2 separate regions of the Mus musculus genome follow, and region 2 is linked to region 1. Evidence: chromatin contacts called from public Hi-C data. All regions are on one chromosome and are shown on one strand. The core of a region is the stretch at or near the end of the contact, and the rest is flanking DNA. Distances in the headings are between cores, read along the strand shown. Region 1 holds the start of Mboat1 (membrane bound O-acyltransferase domain containing 1). Region 2 overlaps Mboat1 (membrane bound O-acyltransferase domain containing 1).

What was found. Hi-C and Micro-C count contacts between places; a contact is called where the count stands out from the background.
Region 2: a contact with region 1 is called in a Hi-C map of uterus. The contact joins the enhancer-like site here to the promoter of Mboat1 in region 1. A contact is called at or near these places in 8 of 39 promoter capture datasets (3T3-L1-derived adipocytes, HPC-7-derived erythroid cells, cranial neural crest and 5 more), 1 of 15 datasets of contacts at CTCF or cohesin (CD8 T cells), 3 of 484 Hi-C or Micro-C datasets (the MC3T3-E1 cell line and uterus), 5 of 115 datasets of contacts at active chromatin or transcription factors (CD8 T cells, astrocytes, bone marrow-derived macrophages and 2 more) and 3 of 9 other capture datasets (adipose tissue, liver and pancreatic islet).

Annotation. Positions count from the first base shown.
Region 1 is chr13:30,133,285-30,140,633 of GRCm38.p6, reverse strand. It overlaps Mboat1 (membrane bound O-acyltransferase domain containing 1), which reads right to left and starts at 4,144. Exons shown (of 13, transcript NM_153546.4): 1 at 3,872-4,144. The coding sequence starts at 3,967.
Region 2 is chr13:30,222,926-30,230,119 of GRCm38.p6, reverse strand. It overlaps Mboat1 (membrane bound O-acyltransferase domain containing 1), which reads right to left. Exons shown (of 13, transcript NM_153546.4): 7 at 5,554-5,737; 8 at 3,655-3,847. Among named protein-coding and RNA genes, the nearest start is that of Gm40863, 8.7 kb to the left of the region's middle. Within about 2 kb of position 1,364, at least 24 of the 459 cell types and tissues checked have an H3K27ac peak or open chromatin away from gene starts, as enhancers often do. A contact at or near this core is called in trophoblast stem cells and uterus, where this site is marked.

The DNA.
Region 1 (7,349 bases), core at 2,895-5,394:
CTCAGTGTAATAATTTTCTGCTGTGTCACCATTAGCCTAGTGCCAGGACTCCAAGGCTGGCCTTCATGAATACACTTAGGAAAGAATAATAACAACAATAATAGTATTTATTTTCATGTGTATGAGTGGTTTGCCTGCATGTACGTACGTATAGCACATGCATGCCCTGTACCCTCAGAGGTCAGAAGAGGTCAGATTCCCCAGCAACTAGAGTTACAAGATGGTTGTGAGCCACTGCGTGGGTGCTGGAACCAAAGCCAGGTAGGTCCTTGGCTAGAGTAGCACACACTCTTAACCACTGAGTCATCTCTCCATCCTCAAGAGTCCTCGTTCACAGGCCTGTGTTCAACCCCTAAACCCTGGCTACTTTAATCTCAGAATCATCTCCTGGGCCACTGAAGCTCTGTGTCTAGATAGTTCCGTGTTCACACAGACAATGGCTCATTTAAAAATACATTTTCACACTGTCTTCATTTATATGGCACACAAGTAAGTGTGCATGCATGAGAGGATATTTTGTGGAACTCGGTTTTCTCCTCTCATTGGATGAGTTACTGGGATGGCACTCACTTCACCCACTGAGCCATCTCTGGACCCCACAATACAGTTTTCAGCAAACATATGCACACTCTGGACACCCTGAGACACCCCCAATTCCTGTACTTCATTTGAATGTCAGTGTCTCTCCTTAAATAAGAGTTTTGCATTTATCAGCCAAGTCCCCCAAGGAAGAAGCTATAGCCTTCCTACTTCACACTGCCCAGAGGAATAGATACACAGGCACACTGGTGAGCAGCAATGAAGAGTTTCCCTCACAAGCCAGAACACAGAGCACAGTCCTGAAACTGAGATAAGAAACTTTTTAAAAAGATTTTCTTTTGATTGATGTGTGTGTGTGTGTGTGTGTGTGTGTGTGTGTGTGTGTGTGTGTGTGTCTGTGTGTGTGTGTGCATCTGTAAACGTAGGTATGTGGATGCGTGCAGACTCTTGCATGTGGTGACCATGGAGAAGAGGGCATGAGATCCTCTGGAGCTGGGGTTTGTGAGCTGCCTGACACAGGTGAAGGAAACCAAAGTCGGTTTCTCTGGGAGAGCAGAAAGCACGGGCAAAACTGCTCAGCCATCTCTCCAACCCCAGTAAGAAAGTTCCTCATGCGGAGAATCCCAGACACTGAGGGCAATCACAGAAATGCAGTTTCCTAGAAGTTACAAACAAGAACATGAAATCTTTTTATATTTAATCTTTGTTTTACATATTCTCTTTACATCTCACTCGCTGTCCCCCCTCCCAGTCATCACCCCCCACACACACACACACACAATCCTTCCTCTCTCCCCCTCCCCTTCTCCTCTGAGTGGGCTTCCTCCTGGATATTCCCCACCCCCTGACACTTAAAGTCTCTGTGAAGCTGGGCACCTCCTTTCCCACTGAGGCCAGACAAGGCAATCCAGCCAGAGAGCTTATCCCACATACAGGCAACAGCTTTTGGGATAGCCCCTTTCCAGTTAGGAACATGAAATCTTAAGACACTGGGAAAGGGCTTCAAAGACAAACCTCCTGCCACAGTTTGCCCCCAAATCGCACTATTGATGGCTTGGGATTTTTCCCCAGGCTGAAAGCAAGTGATTTGGGGTATCGTATGATTAACATTTTTACCAAGTTGCTCAAACTGACCCAGTTGGTCAGGCTGACCCAGGATCTCAGAGAAACCAAGTGTTCCTCATGATTTTTCATCCATCTCATGATAATCCGAGTTCATTTATGGAATGAAGTAAAATCTATCATGTCTGGAGTGCTCTTTTTTCCTTTTTTCATAAATTAAAACCAGGATTCCTTTGGGGGCTGAATAGATGGCACTGAGGTTAAAAGAAATGCTTGGAACTCCAGCTTCAGGGGACCCAAGACCCTCTTCTGACCTTGGTGGACACGTACACTCATGTACACACACCCACACATGAACAGGCAACACACACACATACACACTGTAAAGTACTAAGTCTCTTCTAAAAACCAGAGTAACTTTTACAAAAACCCTGTAGTTTGGGGACGGACGTGGATGCAGCCAGAGGCTTAATGACAACAGCTCCTCCCCGCACAACTGCCCTTCACCAATCCATGTATTTCTGTCTGGGTCAGGGATGGGGGGGGGGTGGCTGGGGGGAGGGGAGGAAAGCCCACTCTATTCTATATTATTGTAAAATAGATTATTATGCAAAAGAAAATGCAATTACTATAGGTTCTAGTAGTAATTAGAGACGTCAATGCAAAATGAACTCCTCCTATGGAAATTCAGCAACAAATTCATCCGGCTTCTGGATGAAAGAATTCGCTCTTGTGCCTGCCCCTGCCAGGGTCCCTTGGACTTCTGACCTTGACTCAATATCTGATACTTCTACCAAGTTCCTGATTCTCAAGGTTTTGCAACTGATGAGAAGGCAGTAGTAGTCAGAACCTAAGAGTTAGGATGAGGGCGAACCCTGTGAGTAATGCAAACAGCCAGGGCCAACTTCCTCATTGTCAAAGGAATGCAAACAGAAGAGGCGCAGGTACAGGTAGCTCTAGTATGAAAAGAAAGAAAGATAGGAAGGACAGAAACTGCTCTAAGAAGACAGGAACATTTTGTTTTGTTTTGCATTTTCGAGTCGGGAGTTTTACTGGGTAACCCAGGCTGACTTGGTACTCTCTCCCCGTGGCCTAGGCAGGTCTCTAACTCGGAGCAATCTTCCTGCCTGTTTCCCTGGCACTGGAAATACAAGCATGCACCTCGAGACCCAGCAAAGGAAGGGAAACTAAACTGGGGAAACTCAAAGGAAACAGATTAGTAAGGAGAGCAGTGGGTCTTACTCCAACCTGTCCTGCCTGAATCCATTCAAACCATTACATCCTACACAGGGGACATAGCCTGAGGCACCGAAGGAAATAAGGCAAGACTACATACACCTCAGGAAGACTTTTCTTGACCTCAGTACGGAGGCCAGAAGACAGGACAGACCCTCCAGCATACTACAAACTCTACCACTGAATTGCACTCCAGCTGTCTTTGGCAAAATTCCTACCAGGTTACTGTTGCCAGTTTTACCTCTAATGTAGCAGGCAACTCCTGAACAGTTCCAAAGAAGTCCCCACAGCCCTTTTCCTCCCAGGGCCCGCCCTACTCATCAGTTTCGCACAGCAGGGATGGATGAGAACTGAGTAAGGCCCTCTGAGAAGCATCTCAACACTGTGGCGAAAGGATCACCAGTTCTAGCCCAGCCTAGACAAAATAAGAGACTTCGATGCCAGCCTGAACTTCAGAGTGAGTGCCAAGACAGTCAGGGCCAGATGCTGTCTCAACAAACGGAATAAAAAAGTCATCACCATATACTATACTATAGACCTACGCATCTGGTTAGTCAGGCTTTTTACTTTTTGTTTGGTTTTGTTTGAGAGTTGAGGCTTCTCCTCAGCATCCTAGACAGAGAAGACGGGAACTCGCTGCAATTTCCCTGCCCCGGGCTCTGAAGACCTGGATTAAAGGCGTGATCCACCACACCCAGCTGGATCAGACTTACTCTTAAAGTAGGATCGCCTAAATTTAAAAATCACAAAGACTTTTATCTACACTGGTGGGGGAAATGCTGGGTTCATGGATCACACCACTAAATAATTCGATCACAGAGCAAAACTTAAAAGTTCAGTCCAACTTGCTAGCTTAGGTGGACGTATAGTTTTCACGCAGAAAAAGCAGCCAACTCAGAGAAAAAAGAAAAAAAAGGGAAGAAAAAGCTCTCGCACGTGTAGGGTTCATAGCCATAAACTAGGCTCTGAGCGAATCCAGGTCGCAATCCTGTTCCCAGACAGAGGGTCTGGGTAGCGGGTGGGACGCTGTTACCTGATCCAGCGGGATGCCCAGGAGCTGGCTGAGCGGGTGCAGGCAGGTGGAGCCGGTGGTACGGTAAGAGAGGCTGGCGGGCGGCCGTGCTGCCATCCTGCATCTTCAGGGTGCTCTGTCGCCCGGGAGCTGCACACTGGCCACCTTGAGGGCTCCTGAGGACCTCGCGGGAACCTGGCGCCGACTCCAGGGCGCGGACCTGGCGCTGCGGGACCCCGCGCCTGGGAGGGCAGGGCCCCCACGTTCTGCTTCCCGCTCCGCACCGCCCGCCGCCCATTGGCCAGCAGCCGGGGACGCCCCGGAGGAGGAGCCGGGCAGAGATGGGCGCGGATCCCCGGGAGCCCGGCCCGGGGCAGGAGACCGGGAGACGCCCAGTCTGTTCCCCAGTTCGCCGCCCTCCCCGGGCGCGCAGCGGGCCCGATCCGGGTTCCTCCGAAGCCGTCTCACCCTCCTCCCAGGCAGCTGGGGTGTCCTGTGCTCCAGTTTCAGGCCCGGCTCCTGCTGCTACTCCGGAAGCCAGAAGAGACCTAAGAGCTAACCAACACCGCTCATTTTGCTTACATTTTAAAGATTTATTTATTTGCAGTTTAGAGGCAGGGTCTCCTGTAGCCCAGACTTTCCCTAAACTCCCAAATACTGAAATTACAGGTGTGCACAAACATAAAACTCCACTCCAGATTATTATTCTCCTTCGCGTCTCCTTCTCCTCCTTCCCTGTGTCTTTGATTGTGTTCTGAATTCCTGGTGCTCCCTGTCTGGTTGTCTCTTCTTTCTCTCTTCTCTCTTCTCTCTTCTCTCTTCTCTCTTCTCTCTTCTTTCTCTCTTCTCTCTTCTCTCTCTTCTCTCTCTCTTCTCTCTCTCTTCTCTCTCTTCTCTCTCTCTTCTCTCTCTCTTCTCTCTCTCTTCTCTCTCTCCTCTCTCTCTTTCCTCTCTCTCTCTCTCTCTCTCTCTCTCTCTCTCTCTCTCTCTCTCTCATATGTTTTTTACTTTACATGTATGTATGTACTTGTGAGTAGATGCCACTGGAGACCGGAAGAGTCCATGGAGTTTCAGGAGATTGTGAGCCACCATGTGGGTGCTGGAAATAGAACTCCGGCCCTCTGCAGCAAGAGAGATTGCTCTCAGGTCCTGAGCCATCTCTCCAGCACCCAAGGTTGTCATTCTTTACCTTCTCTGGTCAAGCCACAGTTTCTAGCACCCTAATCCACTATCTCTGCTTCCTTCTGTGACTTGTCTCATTTTCATCTGGGCCGTTTCTCTCCAGTAAGCTTCTGTTTACTGTTTACTACCCACGTGATGACGGGTCTTTCACTTGCTGAAACAGCTCTGTATCTCTGTTTCTTGAGAAATCCTTTTCAACTCACTAACAGACATTTTAAAACATCACAGAGACCCTTCTAGCACTTTACCAGTCTCTGCTGCATCTAACCTGATGTCAAAGTAGCTGCTCACATTGGAAGTCTGAGAAACACCCAGGGACCTACTGAAGAGAAAGGAAGCCAGGAACCAAGAGATCCCTCTGGACACACAAACACCTTTTAAAAGATTGTGTGTGTGTGTGTGTGTGTGTGTGAGAGAGAGAGAGAGAGAGAGAGAGAGAGAGAGAGTGTGTGTGTGTGTGTGCCTGTAGAGGCTAGAAGGGAGAGTCAGAGCTGTAGTTACAGGCAGTACTGAGCAGTTCATCCACGTCCTGTGTGCTGGCATCTGAAGTCCAGTCCTCTGGGAGAGCTGCAAACATTCTTAACCACCCTTAACCACTGAGCCATCTTGTCAGCCCCTGCAGCCCTTTGCTTAGGTTGTGGGGTGACTTTCTATAGGTGTGGGAAGTAATTGAACATGAAGAGAGGAGAAGATCCACACTGACGGCAAAGCAACTTCTCAGCATCTTTACAAGATGGTGGATAACGATGAACTGGAGATGTAGCCATGTGCCTGTGAGCTTACAGGAGCTACTGTACTATTCATGCAGCCAAAGACTATGGAGTAAACCAGTGCTTTGTCCTCGGGAGAGATGTGAGCAGAACACTGGGGCATGGGCATGCCCTCCACCTCCAGTGTCCCTGCCACATCTGTGCCCCTCCAACTTCCATGTACCATGTGCCAGCTTCAGGACTGTGGCATCTCTGCTCCGCTTAGGAAGTCTCAGTGGCCCCCATCACCCATGTTTCATCATCATGGAGGGGTCTTCTAGCACCCTGGAGCGAGCCTTGAAACATGAGTCCTCCATAGGCGCTTCCATGCCTGCTTCCTGCTTTTGGCCCAGGAAAGCCCAAGCCGTGCTCTGTGCCCATCCAGACCTGCAATGAAAACAACAGAAACACTGTTGCTTTCTGAAGAACTGCAGAATCTTACAGATTCATGACTGATAGCTCTTTTCTCCACCTAGGATGAGAGTAAACTGTGCAAATAGAGAAACATCAGCCCTGTAAGTCCCTCAAACCACACACCTGCAGTCCTCCCTATGTGCGAGGTGGAGGACACAGGATCGTTTGAGCCTGAAGTTGGTGACCTGCTTAAGAAATGTCCTGAGACTCCATTAAAAATAATAATATGGGCTGGTGAGATGGCTAAGTGGGTAAGAGCACTGACTGCTTTTCTGAAGGTCTTGAGTTCAAATCCCAGCAACCACATGGTGGCTCACAACCACCTGCAATGAGATCTGACGCCCTCTTCTGGTACGTCTGAAGTCAGCTACAGTGTACTTATGTATAATAATAAATAAATCAATAATAATAATAATAATACACACCCTTTCCAGGAAACACTAAATGTTAGCTGATAAAGAAAGAGGCTTTTAGGACCACGGGGCACTGGGCTAATGTGTAGAAAGCCAAGGAAAAAGGAGCTTTGTGGGCCCAGGCGAAGCATCTGGAAGCTGCCAAAGATTTGCTAGCAGAAATATCCAACCAGAGATGTAGTCAATGACTTTAGATAGATTTTATGAATGTGGATTCAGGTTTCAAATTAAATGGATGCCCAATATACACCTGCAAGAACGTCTTCCCAGAGACATAGGTTTTCCTGTTGACATTTAGCAATACCATTCCTAGAAAGCTACAGCCAACACTAAATGGGTAGGCCACAGGTTTTAGACTCATGTCCTCTGCCAAGGAATAATGGGAAAAGTCTACACTATGCTTCTGCCAAGCAGATTCACAGCACATGCACACACATACATGTACTCTTAAGTGTACATGCATACATATAAACACACATATATACACATGCATACACACAGAGAGACACACACAGGAATATGCTTGAGACTAATGAGACTAGTCAGAGTCACCAAGCATCAACCCTGGTAGATAACCAACCTGAAATAATACGAATCTTAAGTGAGGTAAGCGCTTAAGTGGAATCTGAAAATCAGATAGGGGCTACAAGCATTTATTTAAAAATGAAAAGGGAGGCATGCAATCCTAGCTACTGGGAAGGATCATCCAGCAGGGTGATCCTTGAACCCAGATGTCTGGAG
Region 2 (7,194 bases), core at 115-2,614, 92 kb before region 1:
TTAGGCTTGGCTTCAGTTGAAAACTATCTGGTTTCTCGTAGAAGGATTTAAAAGGACAGAGCCCATGTCATCCTCTGTCCTCTAAAGGGAAACTCAGTAGAGAAAACAGATGGCCAAAACGGAGCCTCATAGTTCGTATGTGAGACCAAGTCGAGAAATGACTGATGTCAACCGCGAGACGGCCCATGTCCTTCACCTTGGGCCTACCACACAGAGCTGAATGCATGTGTCCTGTGATCACCAGCTTCGATAGTCAGACTTTCACAAGACACCCTAAGAAGGCAACTTAAGGCAAGGACAGCCCCAGATGTTGCAATCCATCACTATAGGGAAGGGATGTGTGTGTGTGTGTGTGTGTGTGTGTGTGTGTGTGTGTGTGTGTGTGACAGCATGTCACATCATGGCGCTCAGGAAGCAAAAAGAGCAAAAATGCCTGTGTCCCCATCTTTCTTCTTCTCCCTCATTCTTTCCCATCCCAGAGCCCTCAGCCAATGTGTGGTGCTGCTGCCACACAGGACTGGAATTTCCTCCCTGCAAATTCCCTTACATTCACATCTAGAAGTGTGCTTTACCAATAGCCTATGTGCTCCTCAATGCCAGCAAACTGGCCATCAAGATGAGACTTCGCATACTTTTCTGGGTCTCAGTACCCAACACCTTACGAGTATTTCTTATTTACTCTCCCAGCTGTGTTAGGAGGGACAGTAAGGTAGGCTCAGCAGTATAGGAATACAAAAGCTAAAGGAGGACACAAACTTCTAGAAACCTGTCCTCTAAGAGTAAAATGGATATAACAATGGTGCCCAGGTTAAAGAGCTGTTGCGGTGTATATAAAGTACACAGTACAGGGCCCATCTGAGGAAGCACTCAAGAGAGGGTGGTGGCCATTTTTATTGTAATGGACTCTGCTAATGCAGATGCAGAGGGACTGAGGCTAGCGATGGTTGTTCAATGTGCAGACAATTCCAGGGTAGGCAGTACTGAATGTGTAGGTCAGAACGGATTCCACATCCTAAAGGCTTAAGAGCTCCTTTTCAAGATGACTAATTCCCAGAATCACCCTATTTGGAGAGTCAGGATTCCCTGTTCTGCACAGTGCTTTCTGCAGAAGTTTATCTGAGATTCCATCATGGCTCAGAGCAGCCAGAGTGAGGTTCTGACTCATAACCCCAAGCCAGCTTCCCTTTCTCCATGCATGGCGTAACTTACTACGGCAGACAAACTTGTTTAGATATCCCTTTCTTGGAGTTCGTGGGCCTTAGAATGTAGCCTACGCTACAGTTGAGCCTCCCTAATTAGTACCAAGTAGCTGGAGAGAATCAGGATTGGATGTGAAGTCCAAAGAAAATAGTTTTACTAATTTAATAGGAACAGTAATGAGAGCAAGCCTTACATAGCGCAGTGCAGCTGAGATCCGTGAGAGGCCAGCTTTAAGGATTCAATTTATAATAATTTATTATTAGTATATCAATTATATGTAAATGGCATTTTAAAGAGCTGGATAAAACAATTATTCCGTTAAGCAATTTAAATATTCCCTGATGGACTATCCATTGCTTCTTTATTTATAAATAATGCAAAGGTTAATTTCAGACTAGCCCATGTAATCAAAACTGGAAAAAAAAAAACTTCAAATTGAAGCTGTGCAAATTAATAAAGTGTTTCCACTATGCAACCAGGAAAACAGAGATGGGGCAGAGGGGATGGGAGATAAACATCTCAGTGCACGGAGAAAGCTGCCCCGAAGAATCACAGCTACATTCCAGTCTGGGGAGTTCTCCTGAGCACAGAGACATCCTGTCCCCTGTCACCCCTCCCACCCAGACCCTGTCAGCACAACCCACCTGTGTCAGACTCTCCCCACGAGGCCACCGAATGGCCTTGTTTCCTCCTTAAATCTGGAGCTCATTTAATTCAAAGCCAGCCCTTAATCCCTGAGATATAAAACGTGGGAGCAGGAAGGGTGGGGGGAAGAAGAGAGAAAGCAAACAGGTGAAAATAGAGAACTCAGTTAACAGAAACAGACTTGCCCACTCTCTTCCATCCTCTCTCCATAAACACATATACACATGCACCCAGGTAAGCATGCATGTGTGCACGCATGCACACACTCACAGAAGCACGCACACACGCACGCACAATACTGATGAACGCCTGAACACATCCTTACTCAGGTTAGAAGAGCAAAGTGAAAGCATTAACTATTTTGCATGGGAAAACATATATATGCAAGGATCCAAACGGACTCCCAGCTACTTGAGATAGGACTGCCTAGCTACTACAGAAACAAAGAAGGCAGCATTTTTTAACTACCCAAGCAACAGCAGAATCAGAAAGGAGGGGAATGGACTTTTGAAACATTTTTCCTCCATATTATGGCCACTGGGGCTGCTCTTGATACCTCTTGCCCAACTGATGGAGAGTTCTGTGTCCCCACAAAATGGCAGTCTTGAGATGCAGAAGATATTTCCTAGGACAAAGCCTAGGACTCAACTAAATTACACCAAACAGAAATGGGAACAAAACATAGCCCACCATAAATTCTAAAGCAGCTCTAATGCTGGCGTGGTAGCTCACAGCTCTAAGTCCCAGCAGAGGCAGGTAGATCTCTGAGTTTGAGCCAGCCTGGTCTACAGAGTGAGTTCCAGGCCAGATAGTAAGATCCAGTCTTAAACAAAACAAAACATACAAAACAAAACAAAACAAAAACCTCTAAGTGTGTTGCATCTGGCCAAATAATGCATTTGGACTGAACTTATACATACATTTTTTTTTTGCATTAGAAATAGCCTTGTCCAGGGGAAAATTGCTTAATGGGCACGTTTGTGCTTGGGGCAATACAAAGTGGCTGGCTCTCAACATTAGCATAATGTCATGAAAAGCCTGCCACTGCTGTTCTGCATGCCTAAATGGCCAAAATAGTCTATTCCATATTACCAATATTTAAATAAGTAATTTTGCATCTGCCAACTTTAATTAGGAACTTTCAACCCAAGACACAAACTAAGAAGAGGATCTGCAGCTATTCCTTAACCTGCGGTGTGGATTCAAAATCCTTTACCAGCCTCTGTAAGTGCATAGGCTCATTACTTAGCAAAGCTTTATACAACTCCACCCCAAATTCTTTCAAAGGAACAATATAAAACCTTGAGATTGGCCAGCACTCCCCAGCAGAAAAAAAGAAGTGTGATTAAAAAAAACAATGAGGTGGAACTTTCCGCCATAAAGAGGAAAAGTTGAACTCAGCATCCTTCCGAGGCATCCCTGTCACCATGAGCAACCTGAACTGCGATATGTGCTAATAAAACTCATCCTGCATGCATACAACCTGGAAAATGAAAAGCAAGCCAGACTGTGCTGGAAGTTTCTCTCAACACCTCGCTGCATGCAATGGTCAAGTTCAGTGGTTGGAAGCTGCTACAAGCACTGGGTTTAAACAACAGCCCAGGTACCCGCTTCTCACTGATAACCAGGTTATGGAGGGTGAAAGAGAGGAGCGCAACGTTGAAGACTAAAATTAGCACTGGCTTCCCAGCCACCCGTGAAGGATCGGACTTTAGAACGAGTCAATGATACAACTGGTATTCTGGCTATTCCAGAATACAGAGGACCACGACGCTCCTCATTCATTTAGGGCCACTCCATCAAACTTACCTAATGTCCACGCAAAGTAATACTTGGGCTTTGCGGCTTGCATGACGACATATAAGTACCAGAGACGACTCAGAAAGTTGGCCTTATGTACAAACCAGTCATCAATAAGGAAGGTGACGGGAAAGGACTTGGAGAGCGTCAAAAACAACAGGAGAGACATCAAGGTCACACACAACTTCTGTATCACAGCTCCCTAGAAACGGGGGTGGGGGAGAGAAACCCATGTAACTACTCAGGTATGAAGAACCTAAAGAACACTGTCAGCAATTACTTCCCTAGAAGGAAGGGCAACAGGTGTGGATTTCCTGCCTCGAGACACAAATCTGATAGGATTAGGTTAGGTGGTGCATTTATATGCAGAGCACGCATGTAACACTTGAGGACTGTAAGTTTTCACTGTAAACATGGGACATATCTGAAAGCATTTTTTTGTATTCCTACCAACATAAGTTAGGTAGAGCTGTTATCCAAAACACAAGGGAAATGGATACCATTCCAGGGCATCATGGCCAGAGAGCCACGCTTGCGTCACCAGTCAGATGGGAGAGGCTTCTGGTATAATGGACCCTGTGCAGGTAACTGAACACCTGAGACGGAACACCTGGGCAGACAGTGGGTGACGTTAGCTTCCGAAGATGACTCAAATGTTAAATCTAGTGTCATTGTTAGCTTCAGCTGTCACTTTGACACAAACCTACAGTCACCAGGGAAGAAGGAAGCTCAGTTGATGAAATGCTTCCCCCCAGATTGCCCTATGGCATGTCTATGGGGCGTTTACCTAATTGCTAACTGATGTAAGAGGGCCCAGAGCCACTGGGCAGTTGGGCTGGACTGTAGAAGAGAGGTAGCTAAGCCTGAGCCTACAATCAAGCCACTAAGCAGTTCTTCCTTTTTGCCTACAGCTTCTGCTCTGGCTTCTCACAGGCCTATAACCTGTAAGCTAAATCAGCCCTTTCCTCCTCTAGGTGTTTTTGATCATGGTTTATCACAGCAACAGAGACACAAACTAGAATATCCAGAGTTAAGAGGTGCTGAGTTTCAATATCAGGATTCAGTCATTTTGCCCAGCTCCTCTGACCTCCCGGGAAACGTCATTCTACATGTCTGTAGTTTCCAACTTCCTAGGAATGGGTGCCCTTGAGTCGGCTCAGCAATGGAATCCTGCCCGGAAGGGACTGGGGCATAAGTGAGCGGACATGACAAGGAACTGAGAACAACCTAAGTAATTGCCTATATTCAATTTTAAGCAAAGAGGGTGGGTGACTGGACATGCTTTCTACTAAGCTATTTGACATTTGGTTACTGCTGTTTACTGTTTTTTTGTTTTAAGATTTATTTAGGGCTGGCGAGATGGCTCAGTGGGTAAGAGCACTGACTGCTCTTCAGAAGGTCCTGAGTTCAAATCCCAGCAACCACATGGTGGCTCACAACCACCCATAATGAGATCTGACGCCCTCTTCTGGTGTGTCTGAAATCAGCTACAGTGTACCTATGTATAATAATAAATACATCTTTAAAAAAAAAAGATTTATTTATTGCGTATACAGTGTTCTGTCTGCATGTATGCCTGCACACCAGAAGAGGGCACCAGATCTCATTATAGATGGTTAAGCGCCACCATGTGGTTGCTGGGAATTTAAGCCAGAACCTCTGGAAGAACAGCCAGTGCTCTTAGCCTGTGAGTAAAGCCTCCAGCCCCTCTGTTTTCTTTTTTTCTGTTCTGGGGATCAAACTTAGGAACTCGTGCATGCTAACGCAAGTGCTCTATCACCAAGCAACACCGCCAGCTACAACTTTTTAATTAAAATGAGTTGTAGCAAGGGTCAGCCCTGAAAGAGAAAACCATTCTCTGATCTCCCCCACCGCCACCCAGAAACACACTGAGTACTAAAAACTCACCATGGGAGAAGGCTCTGGCAAACTCTGGAAACCCCTTTGCGTCCAGTTCACTTCCAGCAACTTCATGTGTATATGTCTCCCTTCGATGAAGGCTACGTAGTCCTTGAAATTGTTGCAAGGGCCGGCTATGACACTCATAAAGTTGAGATGGTAGCTTAAGTATTCCAGAAGCGAGGGCTTCGCTCTGTGGACAGAAGCAAGATGTGAAACTAGACTCTTCATCCACGTTCAGTTCTCCTTCAGAACATGCCCGGATACTTGACTGCACTTCTGCTTTCTGTAAGATCCATCTAAGAGAGACATCTGTGAGACAGTTACCACGGATGAGGGAGGTTTATTGAGATGCTCACAGTTTCATGTCTCCCTAGGCTGGTGAGGACCATGAACTCTGAGGGAAGAGGCATCTCACGCAAAGGTTATTCGGAGGCTCTTTTCTCATCACCTCTGTCTTCTTGCATCACAAAGCAGAGGAACAGACAACGGCAGGGTGAGAATTTGACCTAATGTCATTTGCTGAGATGCTCTGGACTAGGGGAATTCTCTCCCCACTGCCAACACAAATACAAAGGAAATGGTGGGAGGACCCAACCTGCTTCCACTTGGAAGCCACACAAAACCAGCCGTGCAATCTGTTGACTGCTTTGGTGTCTAGGTCCTAAAAACAATAGCAGGGCAAACCTGGAGTGCACGGTTCTGCTGGATGCTTCAAGAGCATGTGGTTCCCTTAATACCGTGGTAGGGAATCGTTGTAGAGAGGGGTCACTTGAAACACCGGCACTCATTAGTTCGTCAGACTCTGCCTTAAGCTGTTAGTAGCCACACAGGACTGAGCTGAAGACTGGGTGCATGAGAACCCTCCAGTTCTTCCTGCACAACTGTTTCCAAGTCTCAATTCTGTGGTAAAGGTACCACCCGGGACTCCACAGGGATGCCAGCAAGCTCTCAGCACCCTTTGGTGGGGTTGTATCCTGCAGCTGTGGCTCTTGGTGAGCCACTCCAATGGTGCTTTCGTCCCCCATCAGTGTTTTCTTTCTTTCTTTCTTTCTTTCTTTCTTTCTTTCTTTCTTTCTTTCTTTCTTTCTTTCTTTCTCTCTCTCTCCCTCTCTCTCTCTCCCCTCTCCCTCTCCCTCTCCCCTCCCCTCTCCCTCTCCCCTCTCCCTCTCCCTCTCTTCTCCCTCTCCTCTCTTTTCTTTTCTTTTCTTTTTCTTTTCTTTTCTTTTCTTTTCTTTTCTTTTCTTTTTCTTTTTGGTTTTTCAAGGCAGGGTTTCTCTGTGTGTAGCCCTGGATGTCCTGGAACTCACTCTGTAGACCAGGCTGGCCTTGAACTCAGAAATCCGCCCGCCTCTGGCTCCCAAGCGTTGGGATTAAAGGTGTGCGCTACCACTGCCTGGCCCCATCAGTGTTTCTCTCCTGATTCTTCAGGATGCCCCCGCCCTTCTCTCCATCACCATTCCCACTCCCCTCTCCATCCACACTAGCCAAAGACCAACTTCAGAATCCCGCTAACTCCCCAACCTGGATTCTCTTCTGGCCTAATTCCTATTTTTCCCTGTGCTAGAGACCTAATCACATTAGATGAATTGGTAATTACTATTTCTCAAAGGCCCCAGACATTAAAAATAATTCTGGAGTAGACACACA